Linked DNA regions of Triticum aestivum: region 1 is linked to region 2. The links are chromatin contacts, called in public Hi-C maps. All regions are on one chromosome and are shown on one strand. The core of a region is the stretch at or near the end of the contact, and the rest is flanking DNA. Distances in the headings are between cores, read along the strand shown. Region 1 holds the start of LOC123132541 (bZIP transcription factor RISBZ4). Region 2 holds the start of LOC780671 (putative callose synthase 8).

Region 1 (2,700 bases), core at 26-2,525, 230 kb after region 2:
TCTTCTTCTAAACACAATCATATGAACTCACTGAAAACTGTGGAAGAGGAACTATGTTGGATGCATTTACCATAGATTGACGACTGCGACTCGATTGTCGTGGAGACCGCGGGATGCCGTGCGCCGAGGTTCGGGGACTGAGACCACAAGTGAGTCTGAATTGTTCCATTCAGGGTCTGCTTAGTTGGGAAAAAACGAAAGAAATTCAGTACAGTGAAAACAATCGCCCAAGTGGAGCTCTACATCAGAACATATCATGCATAGCAAAGGTGTATTATTCGTTTGCATCTTCTAGTACTACATAGAATTCAGATGTTTGACAAAATTTGATAATTTTTTGGTTGAATTTCAGTCAAATTCGAACACAACTTTTGGTGTTGGCCGAATTGAAAAAGCCAAAATCACCATAAAAGCCACTGATTTCAGTTGATGACCGAAATTCGAATGAAAGAAAAGAAAGACTGAACACACACACACACTCCTAACTTTGGCATATGGGAATCTTTCGTCCACCTCCAAAATATAGTTATATTTTTAAATAAATATGATTTCTTTCTCAAGGATGTTAAGCGTGCATGTTGCCAAGAGGAAAGGCTAGGTCGCATCGCATGGCCCGCATCTCACCCACAAGCCGCAGGTGGTTCAATTAATTCTAGTCGGCAGGAATGATGCAAGCACCATCTCATGCCATCAAGGGGAAAAAATATATGCATATGTCGCGTATGATCATCAGAAATTCAGAACATGCCATGCCATAAGCATCCAAAAATTCCGTGCTATGCAGTACGCGCCACAGTTTCATCAGCTCCTCTGCTGCGCTACGTTAACAGGAGGAGATCGATCGAGGGCGACGGACTCACCGCGTCGGCGAAGCCGAAGGCGCCGGAGAGGTCGGCGGCGGAGAAGAGGCCGTAGGGCCCGTTGGCGGTGCCCACGGCGGCGGTGCCGGGCTTCTGCTCGGCGCCGAGCCCCCGCCCGCGGATGAAGGCCTCCAGCTCCAGCTCCGACGCGCACTTCTTCATCGCCGGTCGCTCGCTCGCTCGCTGCGCTGCCGCTGCGGAGAGGGGGAGGGAGCTGAGGTGAGCTGAGCAGAGCTGCGGAGGAGGAGTCTGGTGGGTGCTCCGGTACGTGGCGTCGGCGTCCGGTGCTTCCTTTTAGAGGGGAGATGCCGCGGTGAGGCGGAACGCTATAGAGAGAAAAAGCTCTTTTCGGCGGTCGATCGATCAATCGGATAGAAAAAAACCAAAGGAGAAGAAAGGTGGCTGGCTGGCTGGAAGGAGTGAAGTCGGGCGTGGAAAGCGGTTCGGCTCGTCTCTGGGGCGCCTTCTTCGAGGATATCTACGGGTCTGCCCCTCGACCGGCCGTATCCAGGCCAGACACGCGGGACCACGGTTTAGGATCCTCGTCACCGCGAAATTGCGAGGCAACGCAAAGAGGAAGTGACGTCCGTGCATGGGTGTCGAGCTCCGGTGGGTTCTCTCTTCTCTGCTTCGAAGAAAATAAAAACATATCGTAGAGCATCTACAATCAGACTTTACAAAGTTTGCCCCACAATGTCTGGGATGCGTCCGCGGACAGCGCCTAGTCACTCCTCATTCCTCGCCTCACAATAGAACATTTCCAGCCGCGTCCCCAACAGGCACCCCAGGACACTTTTTCGGCACCGGTGCCGAAAAAATAGCCCAGTCGCGCCTTCAGGAATCCGTTTTCCGCCGGATTGGGCAGAAATTGACGCCGGCGTATCCAACTCGAACCCGGCGTGCTGGGGATCGCCTGGGGGCGCCGGACGGACCGTTTTTGGCGCGAACTGTGATGGACCCGCCCTGTCAGCGACGCGCCGCTTCGTCGTCCACATCGCCTCGTTTCCCGCGGGAATCAATGCTGAAAGGATCGATATGGTTGACTAGAGGGGGGTGAATAGGCAACTAACAATTTTTAGCTTTTCTTTAGCAATTTAAACTTTGCATCAAAGTAGGTTGTCTAGATATGCAACTAGATGAGCAACCTATATGATGCAACACGAATAGAAACACAAGCAAGCAAGATATATGAAACAAATAATCTACACAAGTAAAGGCACGAGATAACTAAGAATGGAGACGGTGGAGACGAGGATGTGTTGCCGAAGTTCCTTCCCTTTGAGAGGAAGTACGTCTCCGTTGGAGCGCTGTGGAGGCACAATGCTCTCCAAGAAGCCACTAGGGCCACCGTAATCTCCTCACGCCCTCACACAATGGGAGATGTCGTGATTCCACTATTGGTGCCCTTGGAGGCGGCGACCGAACCTTTACAAACGAGGTTGGGGCAATCTCCACAACTCAATTGGAGGCTCCCAACGACACCACGAAGCTTCACCACAATGGACTGTGGCTTCGCGGTGACATCAACCGTCTAGGATGCTCAAACACCCAAGAGTAACAAGATCCGCAAGGGATTAGTAGGGGGAATCAAATATCTCTTGATGGAAGTGTAGATCGGGGTCTTCTCAACCACTCCCGAGCAAATCAACAAGTTTGGTTGGCTAGGGAGTGAGATCGGGCGAAAATGGAGCTTGGAGCAATAATGGAGTTTTAATGATGGAAGAGGTGAGTCAACGGGGAAGAAGGAGACCCTTTATATAGTGTGGAAAAGATCCAACCGTGCGGTACAACCGTACCGTCCCACGGTACTGCCGCGACCCTAGCACAGAAACAGACGCAA
Region 2 (2,700 bases), core at 149-2,648:
ATAAGCTCTTCGGTGATGCAATATCATAAGTTATGCCACCTTTTATGCGACCTGATGCAAATGTTGTACTGCAGCCCAAATTAAGGAATGTTTTTCACTTGCCTGCTGATCAAGCTACCTGTATTTTTAAGGCTTCCAACAACCTACTCTGCTAACGAAGGGAAATAAGCAGAAAGGTAGTACTGCTAAAGAAGAATGTTCTTTGTGGAAGAATCTTTGGCTGATTCTAGAACAGACCCTCTAGCCTTTGGAATATAACCAGTTAACATCTGGTCCTACAACACATTTCTTTTAAATGAAAGTGGAAGACAAGGATATTCAAGATTCAAGAAGGTGATGTGCTAAGCATGTGAGCTGCCAAGTAGCCTCGCCCCTCATCCTTTGCAGAATCTACAAATTACCAGATGTAACTAAATCAGCAACGATGCTTAAGCGATGGTGGAAAGCAGCAATGGACGACCAAGCACCCGAGAACTCACGATCACCAACCATAAACTTCCGGCATCAGAGGATATGACAACACAAAAGATAGAATACTCCTGAACTGAAACGAGTGGCACCAAACCACCTCGAATCTCTTCAGGCTGGTTTCGTACCCGCGTTATCCTGAATACAGTCACCGACAGGATCTCAAATGACATACACACTGCACCACTTACACACATCGACGTTCAACGTCCATCTTGCACCCCAGGTCCTCCCTGAGCTGCCGGCATTTCCTCGAGCACGTCGCGGGCACCAGCGAGCCGCAGTCTACCACCATCATAAGGTGAAAAGTCCTAGAGAACACTCGAGGGAGAGTTATCGTGCGGGCGCTTACAGAGGTACGCGACGCGCGGGGACTCGGCCTCGATCTGGTTGGCGACGCGCAGGAACGGCCGTATCTCCAGCACGAGCGTCTGCGGGAGCTTCTCGCTGTCGAACTGCAGCGCCGCCGTGACGGCGCTGGCGCTGGCGCTCGCCTCCGCGGCGCTCGCGCTGGAGGACGCCGTCATGGGCGGCGGCGGGAGCGGCGGGGGAGGAGGGGGCGCCCGCCACTGCGGCGCCGGTGCGTACCGCAGCGGCTCGACCTCCACGATCTCCGGCTCCATCGCGTGAGGCGTCCTTGCGGAGGAGGCGAGACTCGGCACTCGGCACCATCGCCGCTACTTATCTACTAAATCCCGCCTTCGCTTTCGCTTTCGTCGTCGCCTTAGCCGCTAAGCTTTATCGCTTTTCCTCCCCCGGGCCGGCGCGGAGGTGGCGGCTTTCGCTTTTTTCGGCGATCGCCTCGCCTGCCGCCCGCTTTTGATCTCGGATTTGGTTGGCCCGGCGTCTGTGTGCGTGCACTGGTGAGGCGAGGCGAAGGCTTTTTCTACGAGGCTGGGGAAGGGGCGAGGGAGGGGGAAACGAGTAGTGCGAGAAAAGATGGTGTGGGGGGAGGCTTTTTGAACGTTCGGGGGTGGGGTACGCGTTGCAGAAAAAGTGTGGGGGTGTCTAGTGGTAGATTGGCTTTTTTTTCCTTCGTTTGCTGTCTTTTGCCAGAGAAAAGAATTACATCTGCCTTTGCTTTGGGGCTTTGACGTCCCTCTCTTGGTGGGTAGAGTGCTTTGGAGAGCACTGGCTAAGCAAGAGTGCTAAGCAACGCTGTTCTGGGCTAAGTGATCTACCTTGTCATTCTAAGAGAGAGAGAGAGAGAGAGATTGCGAAGAGGTTTTCGCCCTGCTTTGTGGATAAAATCAATAGACCTAGCGATACAAGGTGATTGGATTATCCTCTTACAAACCAGATCAACGAAAACTAGGACGAAGCAAGGCGAGGGCGCGGGCAATGCACAAGGAATGCATGGCCGGACGCCGCTGGCTTGCCACCGAGCAAAAGTACAGGAGTGTCGGAACGACAACCAGAATAGTCTGAAGAAACTGACCGACAGAGAACTCACGTCCCAAGATGAAGGAGAGAAAACAAACAAGACCGCCAAATGGCGGTGCTGAAGAAGTTCCGCCTCATGATACACACCTACCCGCAAACATCGGCGCGACGCTACCCGAACATGAATGCTTGGACTACTCCCTTAAGAGGGTAACGACGCACCGCACCATGTCGCCCAGTCCGACAGAACGGACATGGGTTTTCACTAGAGATCCGGCAAGCAAGGAAGGGAAGGCCCACAGAGGCACCCCTAGGAGGGAGGCAACACCCGCAGGCATCGCCGATGTCGGCGCCAAAGTATTGAGATTTCACTAAAAGTATCTCCCTCACCTTGCCGAGGAACCTGGTCACTGAGCCGACCGTGACGGGGATCCCGTCACACTTGGATTTTGGTCTTCGCGTTTAGACCAGGCCCAGCTACCATCAATGGCAATGCCCTCACCCTCGATATCCACATTGCCAAGAACAGTTGCCAACACTACTACCACGAGGCTCGCCAAAGAGTTTACTGTGCAACCCACCTTTTGGGGTCGCCGCCTCGACATCTAAGACTCGAGCCCCCACGCACCAACAACCGTCACACCCCGAGACCACGGATGGCATCCTACGACCACAAATCAACCCGAGCCACCTGCCTTGAGGGATCGTCAATTTAACTGCATTTCTCTGCCTATGATTCTCAAGCCTGAGACTCGCGTTGTGATATGGGGTGTATCCCTTGAGGGGGGGCGATCTTCAAAAATTATAGGAAGAAATGAGAAGGGAAACACAGGGATGAACAAAAACACG

The links. Hi-C and Micro-C count contacts between places; a contact is called where the count stands out from the background.
Region 1: a Hi-C map of leaf shows a contact between it and region 2, with 4 times the contacts expected there. The contact joins the promoter of LOC123132541 here to the promoter of LOC780671 in region 2. A contact is called at or near these places in 2 of 5 Hi-C or Micro-C datasets (both in leaf).

Annotation. Positions count from the first base shown.
Region 1 is chr6A:146,130,781-146,133,480 of IWGSC CS RefSeq v2.1, forward strand. LOC123132541 (bZIP transcription factor RISBZ4) reads right to left here and starts at 1,276. Exons shown (of 5, transcript XM_044552370.1): 1 at 861-1,276; 2 at 71-176. The coding sequence starts at 1,022.
Region 2 is chr6A:145,903,758-145,906,457 of IWGSC CS RefSeq v2.1, forward strand. It overlaps LOC780671 (putative callose synthase 8), which reads right to left and starts at 1,399. Exons shown (of 41, transcript XM_044552364.1): 1 at 821-1,399. The coding sequence starts at 1,091.